2 separate regions of the Callithrix jacchus genome follow, and region 2 is linked to region 1. A link is a contact called in public Hi-C data. All regions are on one chromosome and are shown on one strand. The core of a region is the stretch at or near the end of the contact, and the rest is flanking DNA. Distances in the headings are between cores, read along the strand shown. Region 1 has its middle 300 kb from the start of NFE2L3. Region 2 overlaps LOC108592841 (a long non-coding RNA gene).

Region 1 (7,630 bases), core at 1,379-3,878:
CAAATTTTGGATGATTGACACCTACAGTAGAAACCAATCACGCCAAAGTAGAATGCTGATTGGTTGACAACAATTTGACGTAAACATTGACGTTTTAAAAACCTGACACCCAATCCAAGCGATTCATGCAAATAAAGGAAGGGAGTCATATTACCAGGGGCCAGAGAGACTTGAGTACGACCCCACGTGTTCAGTGGTGGATATTGCACAGATGTCTGCAAGGTCTAAGTAAACGCTACGTAATGTTCAACGCTATTGCTTGCCTTGGCCTTTCCCAAACTTGTCACTGGAATATAAATTATCCTTTTTTAAAAAGTAAAAAAAGTAAGAATTATGTAGTGGACATATATGATGGTTCACCTAGAAATCTAAATAGACTTTCAAGGTACAGAATTTCCCTGTTTCCCGCCAACAGAGGGAATGGCTTTCTTTAAATTAATCCTCAGTGAAGGAGGCTGTTTTCCGTTGGATTTCAAAAGGACGAGATTTACAGAGCCTTTCCCTGGAGAAACCCGCTCTAGGCACAGATGGTCAGTAAATTTAGCTTATTCAGCGAAGTTCCACATGCCACCGCCAGATGGCATAAGAATCCCCTTCTCGCCATCTCCACCCCTACCTTGTACCCTGTAAGTAATTTAGAAATATTGAAAACCAAACACTTTTATATTTTATAACCAAATGAAGTGAGAACATACTGGCACTTTTAAGAAGCCACATATTACAAAAATAAGCTTTGTTGGTTGTTGCTTTAATGTGAAACTTCCTCTGGAGATTTTGCCTAGGAAAGTTTGCGAGTAAAATACTCATCCAGTGAAAGTGTTAGCAAAAATATTTCCTTAAGCGAGGTGCGCACCTTAAGCACTCTTTAAAAAGATAAGGGTAAGGGGCCGCTGCGTTTCTGAGCGTGCTGTTTGCCCGGCCGGCGAACTTCTTAGGAATTAAACCGAAATCGAGGGGGAAACTGTTTCCCAGCGAGCGTTCTTACTGGGAAGAGAGCCTGGCCAGAGCCACAGGGCCGAGGTTGCATCTCTGCTTTCCGATCGAGTTGCTGTTAGAGCAGCGTTGCTTTTTAGGAATTCATTTTGGGGTCCCTATGATAGATAGACAAGACTTTCTTTCCACTCACAAGCCACTGCAGTAGGGGGCAGCATCTTTGTTTTGCCAACCTCAGTGGGGGATTTGAGAGTCGAACCCTGGAAAGTGGAGACCTCCACTTCTCATCTGCCTTTCCTTTTATGTCTGCTTTTCCGTTTGCGTTTATCAGGAAGAGAAGAAGGGTTCGTGCTGTCCCCACATCAAGGCCAGAATAAGAACTATGGTATTTGCAGAGGGGAGAAGGGAGGAAAGAAGAAAATACTGGACTCAAGTGAGAAGTTTTACAGCTTTACAGGCACATTTTTACATTTTACAGGTCGACAGCACTCTAGCTGGGAAACTTCATGATTTCTTCGCCCATTTATACAAGCAGAATTGCACACTCACTTTTGATTAATTCTACCCTATAATTATGCATTTTAAAATTGCATTCAGCCTTTAAAAATAAGTCTACTTTAAAACATCTTTCAGAATACAGTCATTAAGCCCTCATTTTACAAGAAGGCGGATTTGTTGGGTCTGTTGCTTTGTGGTCTGTTGGTGGACGTTTGCTTAGTCAGAAACTAATGATTAGGGTGTAGACGTTTACTTATATCTTCCTCTGACATCCTAACTGGGGGAATTTTCTAGGCCAGCGCTAGATCCCTTCTGCAGGGCAAGAATCTGCACATTTCACCAGCCCTGGTTTCCCTTGACCAACTTCGCAGGCTGTAGGAAAACTCATCCTGCCCAGTCACATCTAAGCAAAAAAAGCGGTAACACTCTTTAGTTTAAAAGCAACACTTCGGATTCTTCGGTTCAAGTTGAAACCATGCGTTTCTTATTTTATTTCACTATCTGCACATTTTTTTCCTCTCGAAAAAGATCAGAGGGCATCAATAGCAAACGTAGAGCAAGAATTGCAAGAAGTAAAGCAAGAATTTTAGGGGGAGCTTATTTCCCGTAGGTGGTTAAGAAGGGAGAGCAGAAAGAATGAGCTTTTTAAAAGAAAACCTAAAGTTTCAAAGGGCAATCTTGCTCTTGTTTGTCTTCTGCCCTGAAGAAAACGGGACAGAAAGTGTTTAAACAGATGGAAATGGGGCCTGTGGGCTGTCCTGGCGTGGCCTAGGGCTCGGGAGCTAGCAGCTCCCCTCCCGAGTCTCCGCTGCTAAGTTTCTTTTGCATCCCCCCCCGCCCCCCCGAGTAAAGGCGGGCCCAAGGAGGGAATGTGGCGCACCCCCGCGCACAGGGAGGATGCGCTGGGGCGCGGGGCGCGCCGGATGCAAAGGCCGGGGCACTGGGCGGCGGGCGCGGGGGGCAACGGTCCCGGGGCGAGGGATGCCGCGGTCCCCACCTCTCCCAAAACCCCACTCCTGGGCGAAAACGTGGGCAGAAGGCGGGAAACGCTGCTGCCGGCGCTCGGAGCGAACTTCCAGCAGACGCGGGAAGTTGAGGCTCGGCGCCCTCGCCCCCACCTCCGCGCCCGGTCTCCGCTCCCCTTTCAGGGCCTCTTCCCGGCTGAGTCCTGGGAGTGGGTTTCCCCCGCCGCAGAGATTTTTGCAAGAGTGCGTCCGGCCGGCTGTAAATCAGCCTTTCTCCACTCCCGGGGGGCCGCCCTCCCGAGCCGGGGCGGGGGCGCGGGGGAAGCGGCTGCCGGGCCGGTGGCCACCCTAGGCCGGCGGCCGCAGCTGGATCGGCCGCCTCCGGCGAGGCAGCGGGGGTTAAACGCGGTGAATCCATCAATCAAGCGCACCGCCGCCCTCCCGAAACACGGAGCACCGCCCGCGGGGCCTGCTTTTTGTCTTGGCCACCCGCCTGCCCGGGGCCTGGGAAGCAGGGTCGGGCCGCTCCAGGGTCTGGGGGCCGCGGCGCGTTCTCATGAGGGGCCGGGGTGGCCTGAAGGCTGCTCCACCCAGTCCTACCCAGTTACGGGTTCGTTGGGGCCAGGAACACAAATCTCCTATTGCGTCTTCCAACAGAATAAGGCTGACCCATCACTCTTTCCCGGCCGCTTGGACCCCCAAACCCTGTCATCTCCCAAAAGCAGCGTGACCAGGGGTGGGGAGATTAGCCATAAGCAACCAGATGATGCGACTGGGCCAGTCCTATCATTTCTCTGTTCCTTAGTCTCTAGTTTGTAGAAAGAGGGGGCTGTTGCAGGATGTCTGCATTTTTTGGACAGCTGTAATGTTCTTTTGTTTTAAGTGGAGAAGCCTGAACTCTTTTTTGCCGGATAAATGTGCCAAGTTCCCTTTTCTTCCACGTTTATTTTCGTTCGTCCTGTCCTCTCCCTGCCCACCCCGAGTGCGCCCCACTGCATCCCAGCGAGCAGCTCCAGCCCCCGGGGCAGGACACCCGAGCCTCTGAGCTGAGCCCTGGCCGCGTTTCTCTCGGAGAAGCCACCAGGGGGCGATAGAGCCCAAGGATAGAGGAACAAAGCTCCACAAGGCTTTCCAAAAGTTTGTCAAACTCGGTGTGAATTCCTTTTTCCAGTTTGTGTGATTTGTAAATGGCGCAGAGTGAGTTCAAGATCCCTCATTTGATCATTGGCGCCAAGGTAGATGGATGCAGCCCGGGGTTCATAAAGAATGAGGAACAAAAACACTAATGAAGACTGGGCTGGCACATCCCCAAACCTAGTGGCAGAGCAAAATGCGGGGAACGTGCACGAGGCTCACTTGAAGTGCACAACTTTGGTTCTGAGGCCAGGCACACAGCGGATTCTCAGGTCCTGGGAGAAAGCAAGGGCCAAAAGGCATGGAAACAGTGGGCTGCAGGCTGGTGTGTCTTTTCCCAAGTTTTGCAAATACCAGGTTCGTTTGCGATGGTGAAGTAGGAGGTAGCCCAGTTGGTGGGAGAAGGAAGAGGAAATCAGTTAAGAGAGAGATTCTCCTGATAGGAAAAGGAAGGTGGCAAAGGTTTAGGTTAGACAACCCCATTTCTTCGTGCAGCAGCCACCTTTGCCTATCCTGGGAAGTTTCTGTCTGCGTGTGGAGCCGAGCCGCATCCCGGCCGCTATCTCTGAGGGCAGTGTCGGATTGTTCTTTCATTTGTTTCCTGCGAATGGTTTACAATATGGATTAGCGGGGCCCCAGAGGAAACTGGGGTTTGTTCACTGCAAACAGCCAAAAGATCTTCAAGAGAGGACGTGTTAGGCTGAAATATCATCTTTTCCCACATGTGCAAGGCTCTTGGCTTGTGTTTGCTTTCAAAATCCATAAATGTTTTTATTAAACTATATCTTTCTTGTGGCCCCTGAGCACATAAAGTACTTGCAGCGTCTGTAAACGCTTCCATTTTGGTTCTCCTTTAGGAAAACTTTGTAACTCCGCAGTAAATATTTGCTCTGGGGTGAACCTTGGCAAGCGATAAACTCCAAAATCTGGTTTCACTGTACGTGTTTGTGTGCACATGTGTATGTTTTAACAGTATGTATATATTGGAAAATTTGCGGGAGAGCTTGGTATTTTTAGCTCTTTGCTGCGCCACAGGGAGGTATAATGACTGTAATTACTTGGATAACATTTTAAAATTAACCTAATTCTCTTTCAAATTCGATTCTTCCTTGTGTGCTGCCAGCCCTTCCCCCCAAACCATGTCAATTAAACATTCTTACAATGTCACCCTTTATAATATCCTTTAGTGTAGTGATTCTGGGGGTATATTTTAAAGTGATGAAGTGCTATTTTGCTTCCTAAATTGTCTTAATAATAAGAATGTAAAAATTAAACAAATTATGATCTTTATCGTTCTTTTATGTTTGTAGTTTCGTTTTCTCTAATGCTTTAATCTGTAAGCCAAAAAATTTCAGAGAGATAAATGGAGACAGCTCAGTAGTATGGCAGGCAGAGTCAGGATTTTGGATTATCACCCCTGAAGAAAAACTTGAAGTTATTCCTCTGTGATGAAAAGGACTTTATTTTTATGAAGAAATGGAATCTGCCGAGGTTGAATAAATTAGAGAACTCTATGGAAGATTATTAAAATATGAAAACTGCTAGCATTGGGCTGTGTGTTAGTCATCTTTAAGAGAATAATCAGGAATTATTAACTCACTTTGACCTCATGAGTCCTGACATAATAACTGTGGCGTTTGTGGTGTCCCTGGTATTTAAAAAATCACCCTCCTCCCCTGCTGTGTTACAAAAATATGTCCTCTTCTTCTCATGTTGATTATAAGGGTTTTATTTATTCTAATGACTGCTGCAGAGAGAGAATGCAGCTCTGAGCAGGGAGAAACAAGAAACCTTGTACATGTTTGTTGTGGGGTGGGCTGGCCACAAAAGTTGAGTAGCCTTTGACCAGGTAGCCAAAGGCACACTTCACCTTCCAGTGAAAACATCATCCCCGACAAACATCATGTGGGCCTGAGTCACTCTCTGGAGAATCTGCTTCTCAGAGTTTGGTTTGGCAGTTCAGGCAGATATAATCCTTCCTTTCATTTTCCCCTGCCCTTTTGAAGAGCAGTAATTTTCAGTCCCCACACACCAAGGGCACTTTGAGAGCTGGCCTACAGCTACATGGAGGAAAGTTCTTTGGCACGGCCTTTTGGGAGCTGTGAATATTTGAGGCAGTCTCAAATGGGGACTGTGTCCTTTGAATGAAGTGTTACACAGATGTGTGAGTGAATCCATGGGAACAGAGGCAGATGTGAGGGAGTTAGAGAATCCTGAGCTCTTTGGGCTGTGTCCCTCTGAAGAAAGGCAAGATGATTGTTAGGTGCAGCCTGTAACTGCTGTTCCTCAAACTGGCCTCAATTCGTCTGCGCTTGGAAATAACTGAAATCATCTGACCACTAAAAGTGTAATACAACTTGGAAGAGGGGCAGGAGAATACATCTTACTGGGGGCCACAGATCTGGGTTGGGTGAGCAATCTTTGCGTATTCCGATCTTGCGTCTTTCTGAAAGATGATAGATGGATAACCGAAGCACATTTCTGCAGAATTTTTTTCTGAAGCATTTCAATCCAAAAGAGCTCTAATGTGAGCTATGTAGTTCATTTTACATATTCTAGAGTCCATATTTAAAAACAAAAGTAATAGGTGAAATTATTTTAATAGTATCTTTCTTTTTAATGCAGTATCTCAAAAATATCACTTCAACATGTAATCAGTATGAAATTATTATTGAGATATTTTACATGTTTCCCCCCTTCCCGTGTAGTCGACAGTGGTGTGGATTTCATTCTCAGAGCTCATTGCAGTCTGGAACAGCCACCTTTTGATGCTTGCAGCCGCAGCGGCCAGTGGCTACTGCACTGGAGAGTACCAGTTCCAGACAGTCCAGGTGCATGTGCAAAGTAACTAACAGATTTTCTCCCACATTTCCATGAAGGTCTATGAAATTTTAAGTTTTAGAGGAAAGATTGAAGAAAATAGGTTCTAAAGCAGGTGTATATTTTGAACAGTGCCATTTTACCTCTGAGGCTTCAAGCCTATGATTAAGGAATATGTGACCTTTGAAATATGGCTTTTAGAGATTTTATTCTATTTAAAAATATATTTTGAATTATAAAAATGAATCTATACTTATTATAGAACACTTAAGACAAGGTATAGAAAAGAGCAAAAATCATCTAGAATCCCACAACCTATAGATAATCACCTTTTGAAGTTTTGGGGTATTTCTGTCTGCATATGCAGATTGTTTCATTGTTGTCATTAGACTGCAAATGCCCTTGTATATCTTGCTTTTATTCACTTAATGTTATATCACAAGCATCTGTATTTGTTGTTAAAAGCTCTTTATAAGAATGATTTTGAGGGCCGGGCGCGGTGGCTCAAGCCTGTAATCCCAGCACTTTCGGAGGCCGAGGCGGGTGGATCACGAGGTCGAGAGATCGAGACCAACCTGGTCAACATGGTGAAACCCTGTCTCTACTAAAATACAAAAAATTAGCTGGGCATGGTGGCGCGTGCCTGTAATCCCAGTTACTCAGGAGGCTGAGGCAGGAGAATTGCCTGAACCCAGGAGGCAGAGGTTGCGGTGAGCCGAGATCGTGCCATTGCACTTCAGCCTGGGTAACAAGAGCGAAACTCCGTCTCAAAAAAAAAAAAAAAAAAAAAAAAAAAAGAATGATTTTGAGCATCTGGATGATATATCACATGACTGAACCATGGTTTATGGAAAATCAGTGACTTTTGGTAGGGTGGGCGTTGCAACAAGCTCACTAAATGTGACAAGAACAAAAAGTTATTTTATGGAAAAGTCACCCTACGGTGTGACCATCCTCATCCCTCATATTGGCGGCCTTCCTTCCATGATTGTAGGCAACTCAACTCTGGGCAACCAGGTCCCCTTCTACTCTTAAGCTTAGTTTTTCAAGAAAATAACTTAGAAAAGAATCTCCGTTTTCCCCACCCAGTCAATTCAGATGTTTGATTACCACATTGACACAATTGGATTATGACCTGAGGGTAAAAAGCAACTTTTCTAAAGATATTTTGAATGGAAAACAAGAGCAGTTTAAAGGTCCTCATATAGCAGTTTATTTCTCTTGTTAAATTCATATCCTTTAAGATATCACAGCACCCACTAGGTATAGGTACTGGGCCA
Region 2 (7,846 bases), core at 3,451-5,950, 260 kb after region 1:
AAAACACCATTTTTCTTTTCTCAAGATTTAAGAGACCGATTCCCTTTTTCCAGGAAATTGCCAGCTGGTTTTAATTCTTGGAGACTTGACAAGGAGTAGGCATGAGAGGAGGTGGGGAGACTTCTCTACTTCCTCACTGCCCACCCTGGCCACCCTGAATCTCATGATCATTTCCAGGGAGTTCAGCACTGAGCACAGAGGCAACAGCAGAAAGGAACAGAAAATCAGCTGTTGCAGAAGTGAAGCCTGCTCCTCTCCTTCAGGGGGCAATGCTGGCCAAAATTCTTGGTTTCTGCTGAAATCACAGTGTGAAACTATGCTTCCCTAGAGAGTTCCAATTGAGGAGCAGACGAGGAGCTCAGGGAGCTCCCCAGCAGCCAGCACAGCAAAAATCTAAGGAGAAAGATACTCACCAAACAGCGTGGGGAGGCAGATGGGGAACTCTTAACAATTGCCCTACTCTGATCAGTAGCCTTCTGCTCTGCCAACAAGTGTTTCCACAAAGGCTAGACTTTTTTGGACACAGTTTCACTAGATGTATATCCTAAAGGGAGTTAAAATCCAGCGGACAGAAACTCGGTATCATCATAAGCATTAATATAAACTAGCGTTGTGATCATCAATACGCAAACATAATGAGAGCTAATACTTTAATACTTTTTTAATGCTTACTACGAGCCCAACACTATGTTAAGTACTTTATATGTGTTTTCTTATTTAATTCTCAAGACTTTGAGGTGGATACCTTTATTCGAGCCATATGAAAAGTGATGAAACTGTGGTACAAAGAAGAGAAAGGTCTTTCAAATATCACTGCGGTAGATTGATTGCAAAGTGGTTATAATTCTTCGTTATTCCTGGAATCCACACTCTACAATGTGACTTCACAGCTTTTGACTGTTCTTATGGTTTCCGTTTGGACAAGAGAACCAGGCTTTGCTGACAGTGTCCTAGGTCTGAGCCTAGGTCTCAAGAGACCTCCTACTCTTCTGCTTTTTCTCTTGGAAACTGCTGGGCTGCCAGATGTACAAGCCTGGACTAGCCTGTTGGAGGATGAGAGACCACATGGAGCCAATAAGCCATTCTAGCAGAGACTGTCCTAGACCAAGCAGCCTCCTGAAGACATAGGAGAGAATCCAGGTGAACTCAGTTGAGCCTGGCCCAGATTGGAAGAATCATCAAACTGATTGCTGAACAGTGAGCAATAATAGATAGTTGTTTTAAGCTACCAAAGTTTGGGTGCTTGTTATATAGTAATAAATAACTGCAACAATGGCCCAGGTAATACTATCACTCTAAATTAGGTTTCCTTACCCCAAAGCCCTTTGCTTCTAACCTCTAGTCGCTAGTGAGACACTCTCATGCACTCCACCTTGTTCACCAACACCATCTGCTTTAATTCGGCCTTTTTCTTTCCAGTAGGTTCTAGTAGCATCAATTACTGGTTGCCCATGACATTCATTTGCTAGCAGATCCCCGTGAAACTTGGAGAGAGATTCCTATTCCAACTCTAAGGGAGAATCTTGATTTTAAAAGCCAGCAATTATTGCTGCAATCCCTTCATGGGCCATTAATCAGGGGTGAACATGTGACCCCTTTCTGACTATGAGATAGACCAGCACACCAACTGGGAACATCTGGGAAAGGTTTCCTCTTTCTAAGGACAGAAATACCAGAAAAATACAGCTTTTTAGATTTTGTATACCGCCCACCATCTTGCAACAATAAGGGGCCCTGACTGAGTCTGAAGTTAAGCTGAGAGGGGCAAAGCACAGACATGGGAGAAACATGGAACCCTGTTGAGGTCACCTGGACACAAGTTGAATCAAGCCTGGGATCCACACTACTCTTGTTTTGAATTTTCCCTTCTGGTAAGTCATTTGAATCTTTCTGTTTTTTAACTTGCAGACAAAAGCATCCTAAGGGTTAGAGTTTCCATCATCAATTAAAAGGAACCCAGCCTCTTGCTTGTCCTTTATTTTCTACAAAAACCAAAACCAAAGTGCACACAGAAGCTTATTCCCTGGAGGCACGCCCCCACTTCTGGGAGCCCCATGCTTGAGACGCATCTTGTCGCCTTTTGATTGACTTCAGCAGTAAGCAGCTGCCTTGAGCCTCAGAGCAGGATGGCTGCAGGATGGGAGAAAAGGGAGAGGAGCTTTGAGAAGTGCTGGGACCATAATTGAAGCGTGGTCAGAGATCCAAGGAAGCAAAAATGTTCCACCAGTATGTGTTCTCAGAGGCAGTTTCCCTTTTGGTTGGTCCCAACTTTTTCTCCCCATTCCTGGACTCCCAGGAAGCCTGTGGTATGTGTCTTTATTCAGGGGTGACATTTTAGTATTTAACTACTGTTCTGGCACAGATGTGGACCCATCAAAACAGATGGCTATTGTGGTTCTGGGGAGGGATTTAAAAGATTCAGTTTTTGGGTCATGGGCAAGTGGGTGCATAGCAGGAGGAGAGTGATACTGGAGAAAGGGTCAGGGCAGGAAGGGTAGAAGATGGATCCAGGGGGCAGGTGGATGGATGGATCATGGGCAGGCAGGAGGGCATTTACCAACCAGTCTGGACTTATTTTCCAAAATGTAACACAAATCTTAGCAACTTATTCAGCCACGTTGAAGCATACTAGGCAGGGATCTATTAGAATATATGCCATATTCTCTATCTGCTTGTCTGTTCTGCCAGCCTGTGTACCCAGGTCGGGGGCACTGTGATGCTGACATATTAATGCATCCCTGGCACCTAGCCCTATGTGCAGCACACAAGCCACCCTGGCACAGCTGCATGAATTGAACAGAATTGACAGTATAAACATTGAGACCCATTCACGTTGTCTAGTCCAGATTCCAAAATAGAGGAATCTGACTGGTCACTCCATTTCCCTTTGAAACAATTATTTTTTTGGAGCAGGATTATGGAGAGTTAAGGTGACCTCTGAGGTCCCAATGCTTTCACCCTGAGATATCACAAGATTAAACTGTCTCATTGGGAAAAGCAGATGGTGGAGGGAAGTCGGGGAGAGCAGCCCCCCGCCAGCCTCCATTACCCTCAGTGATCCAACGCTTCTCATTTGACTGAGAAAAGAGCACAAAACCCTGCCCCTCACAGCTCGCCCTGGGGAACTCCTAAAAACAAGCCAGGTGTCCCAGGATGTAGACACTGTGGAGATCTTGAAAGTACCTTTGTGTCCTATTCATCTTCCTTTCTCCGAACATCAAGTAGTGTCTGACCTGGGGCAGGGGCTCTGGGACCAGCTGTTGAGAGCTCAAGTGAGTGAATGAATGAACAAACACATGAATGAATGGGGTACCCTCCCTTACAAATGGTTTTGGTATAGAGAACATGAAATAAACTTTGGAGTCATATTAATTTGGGTTCAAATCCAGGTTTTCTCATTTAATGGCTATTGACTTTGGGCAAACTCTTCAACTTCTGTAAATGTGTTTCTCATATGCATGGTTGTCCTTGTAGCCAGCTCAAGAGGACCCTACAATGGAAGGCGGAGACATAATAAAATTAATGTCAAGGGCTCGCAATGCCTGTACAGTGCTTTGTATAACACCTCTGAATGCTCAATAAATTGTAACTACTTCTCTCTTCTATCTTCATTTTCTTTATTTCATCTTTTGGGTTTTAACATTATTATTAGTAGTAGTATTAAACTCACTACTCAGAGATATTCTTTGCATGTGTTAGAAAAGCCTAGATTGAGTTTCTTCACTTAAATGATGTCCTGATGAGTCATTTTATAAATGGTGTTTTTGAACAGAGTCTTTGTTGTTCATTTATGGCCACTGAACATGCATAAGCTAAGGAAAAAGACACTTGAAATAAGCCTTGTAAAGAGTATCATGTTTAAATGCAATGGGCACCTCCCTTCACTTATCTTCTCCCTCATAATTTTTATTGAGCCCTTACAGTGTGCCAGGCCCAGTGCAAAGCTCTTTATGATCCTATGTTTTTCCTAATCTCTATGACAGCCAGGAAGATCGATACTGAGGCGATCTTGTTTTACTAATGAGAAAACTGAGGTTTAGAGATGTTAAAAGATTAGGCTAAGAGAACACAAACAGCGGAGCCAGTATCATGAATGTCATGTTTGTTTCCCCAGTAGCCATTTCTTCTTCCCCAGGTGCACTTCCTTCTGGTTTGGTGTGATTAGCTCCATCCTCAACTCCATCGAGTGACTGTGATTGATTTAAAACAATTGTGGTAATCCTATTTCTTTTGGTTTCGTTGGATGGCTCAGATAAACCAGACCTTAGCTAATCAGTGCAGGACATTCCCGTGGTCAATCCAATTGGCAGTGTGACAACTGGTGGAGAGCAGTTGTCCGTCTCTTTATCCGGCTGGCCCTTAATGAGTAAGCAGTTAGCCTTACTTGTTGCTGGAGCCGGCCTGTAGCCCTGAGGGGAATTGGGAAATCAGTCTGAGGATGGAGTTGAAACAGCTGAGTGGAGAGTAAAGCAGCCACTGGCTATTGGACCAACCAACCTGGAAGTGTGCTCCTCCTCTGCTCCAATATCAGCCACTAAGTTTTGGTGTTAAACCTGTTTCACTTGTTTTTCTGTTACTTGCAATCAAAAGCATTCTAAATGACACAGCAAGATTCAAACCCAAGTTTGACCCCAGTGGGAAGCCTCATGTCCCACTGCTTTCCAGTTTCCTTGCTGATGGTCTTAAAACTCACATGTTTATCAGCAGGCAGTAGCACTGCTGTGTGTCAGCCAGTCTGCAGCACTTTGGGGGCAGTTTGTTCTTTGGCTGCAAGAATGAAGTTCCAGAAGCAACTAGTGGACATTTAAGGGCACTCTTCAAACTGGTGACTGGAGATCATTAGAGCAAGCTGAAGTCTATTTCTAGATGTGAAGTAATGAAAACCTCTTCTTGGGATGACTCCAACCAAGGAAGGCTGTGGAGCAGAGCAGACTTCAGTGAGGACCAGAGAAGTAAGCAGACAGCTATGAGCTGCTTTTCAGGTCTTGGTGTATTGAACATGTAAAAATGCTGAACTCCTCTGACTGCAGTCTAATTTGTACAAGTGCTTAGAAGGAACACTGAATTTATCAGAGCTTGAAGTGCAAAATATTAAAAAATAAATCGCTGCTAGTAAAACTGTAGAGCTATCAGGAGATCCATTAGGAAAGACAGTTAGCAAAGTCCATTTGGAGCACATTCATCGAGCTTTAAAATCAGAGAAGGCCTCATTCACATGGCTATCCTTCTAGTCAGCTCAAGAGAACCCTACAATTGATGGTGGAGAACAGCTGAATCCTCATAATTAGGAATCGGATCATTGGGAATTTTAATAAAACTGTTTAAAGATATAAAAGAAAATGCCAGCCTAAGTAGCTGAGATCAAGAGATTATTTCTAACCCTCCCTTTTCCTGAGCCTGCCTTACCAGGTGTGATATGGCCAGGGCTGCTTTTGGTCTCCATCTGCAGGCACAGTCATGCTCAAGACCAGGCTGTAAGTCAGTTTCCCAGACCTCAGGTTTAGGTAACTTGTGGCAATTGAGAATCTTCTGTATTGGATTTCAAGCCACCTTGACTGCCTGTAATTGAGGGATACATGTTGACCTCACTGGGAAGCATCCAACCTTCGTGGTTACTCAGTTCAGTCCTCAAGCAGGAATGGGCATCCTAATTCTGACTGGTCAATTTCTCCGTTCAGACCTGCCCCCAGAATGAGTGTAGTGTCACACTTGGAGCCAGTCTTTTCAGCCCTGTCCATTTCCCCTGGGCCTCCTGAGGAAGTGGGTGCCAGGCCAAGGTCTGGCCCATTCCTCTTCCTACTTCTCCCATACAATATGAGAAAAAAATGAACCTGACTCATTTGTGTGTTAGCCATTTATTTGTTTTTTAAATAATGAGGCAATATAGTATGATGGTTTAGGAAGTGGTGGTTCTCAAGCTATGCATGGTAAATGACCAGTGTTTTATGTTTTCAATCTGCCATAGAATGAAATGTGGGCTCCCGCAGCACCTTGCCCCACATATGCCTCATGATGCAAATGTGACAACTCTGAACTCATCTATCCCCTATTTAATGATGTGTGTGCACTGATCATGCACTAAGAAGCCATAAAAGTGTGAAATTATAAAACATTCAAATTTATACTTTCAATTTCCGTGCTTACCTTGTTGCAGATCAGTAACAATTAGTTCACATCTGCACGTGGCCCTTGGAGTGACATTTGTTTAGATCAATGGTTCTCAAAGTGTGGTCCCTAGACCAGCAGCATCACTTGGAAACTTGTTAGAAATGCAGACTCTCAGGTCCCAGCCAAGACCTAAGAAATCAGGAACTCAGGAGATGAGCCCCAGCCATGGGGACTTTCACCAGTCCTCCAGGTGATAGCGAGGGTGAGCGCCATGTTGGAGAACCACTGCGCCTGCAGCTGAGCAGGACAAAGGCCTGATGATAACAGAGATATTAGGAGATTTATTAAGTGCTAGAGCCTTAAGTGCCAGTCAAAGGAAATAATCATGTCTGTCTTACTGACCTACTGAATTCAGTTTTTTAAACTTTGAGTTGTATTTTCCTTGAAGCTAATGAGTACTGCATTCCACAGAAATTTACCTAAGTACTCATTTTAACAAAGCCCACAATTCCAGTGTTCAAAGTTAATATTTAAGAAATTTAAGGCCAGGTGTGGTGACTCAAGTCTGTAATGCCAGCACTTTGGGAGGCCAGGGCAGTCAGATCTCCTGAGGCCAGGAGTTCGAGGCCAGCCTGGCCAACATGGTGAAACCCTGTCTCTACTAAAAATACAAAAATTAGCTGGGCATGGTGGTTCCAGCTACTTGGAAGGCTGAGGCAGGAGAATCGCTTGAACCTGAAAGGGGGAGGCTGCAGAGAGCTGAGATTATGCCACTGCACTCCAGCCTGGGTGACGGAGAGATACCTTCTCTCAAAAATAAAAAAAAAAGTAAGAGTGAATGACCATTTTATAACTTCTCCTTAACCCACTCCTGTCTTTTGCATTATTTTTAAGCAATAGGACATGAAGAGAGACACTCTGAAGGAAGGAGTACCAAGGGAGGGAAGATGAGGCTCCTTGAAGGCAAAGATACCAGCACCCTGATATGCTTTGGGTCCGTGCCCCTGCCAAAATCTCATGTTAAATTGTAAGCCTCAGTGTTGGAGGAGGGGCCTGATGGAAGGTGATCAGCTCAAGAGGGCAGATTTCCCCCTTGCTGTTCTTGTGATAGTGAGTTCCCATGAGATCTGGTTCTTTAAAACATCTGGTTCTCTTCTGTTTTTTTAAAAGATCTAGTTCATTTCTTCCTCCTGCCCTGGCCATGTAAGATGTGCCTACTTCCTCTTTGCCTTCCACCATGATTGTAAGTTTCCTGATGCTTTCCAAGCCATGCCTCCTGTACAGCCTGTGGAACCATGAACCACGTAAACCTCTTTCCTTTACAAATTACCTAGTCTCGGGCATTTCTTTATAGCAATGTGAGAACACATTAATGCATACCCCATCTCTGTGTCCCCAGTAATTGGTGGATCATGATGCTCAGTACATCTTACTGGATTGAGTAAATGAATAAATAGAAGCCTGGAATTGGATGAGTTAGAATGCTTTGGGTAAGAACTTTCTGGTTCATTGGCAAATGTTTTTTGCTCTGGTTTCTATTTTTAAAACACTTTCTTGGTAAAGTACATTTTGCTTTTTATCTAGTTTCTATTAATTGCAACCCAGTGGTCACTTGATGAAAAGATAGCCCTTGTTCAAGTATGAGGCACTCAGCCACATCTGTCCTAAAGGAGATTGTTCAAGTTTCCCAAGTGACAACACAACAAAAATGACAATATGATTTTGAGAATTTTATTAT

What was found. A called contact is a pair of places that touch in the nucleus more often than the background predicts.
Region 2: a Hi-C map of skeletal muscle shows a contact between it and region 1, with 2.2 times the contacts expected there. The contact joins two enhancer-like sites. A contact is called at or near these places in 3 of 3 Hi-C or Micro-C datasets (induced pluripotent stem cells and skeletal muscle).

The regions. Positions count from the first base shown.
Region 1 is chr11:32,239,398-32,247,027 of calJac240_pri, forward strand. No RefSeq gene overlaps it. Among named protein-coding and RNA genes, the nearest start is that of NFE2L3, 300 kb to the left of the region's middle. Within about 2 kb of position 2,629, at least 4 of the 16 cell types and tissues checked have an H3K27ac peak or open chromatin away from gene starts, as enhancers often do. A contact at or near this core is called in skeletal muscle, where this site is marked.
Region 2 is chr11:32,498,056-32,505,901 of calJac240_pri, forward strand. It overlaps LOC108592841 (a long non-coding RNA gene), which reads left to right. Exons shown (of 2, transcript XR_001913136.5): 2 at 730-3,594. Among named protein-coding and RNA genes, the nearest start is that of NPVF, 340 kb to the right of the region's middle. Within about 2 kb of position 4,701, at least 1 of the 16 cell types and tissues checked has an H3K27ac peak or open chromatin away from gene starts, as enhancers often do. A contact at or near this core is called in skeletal muscle, where this site is marked.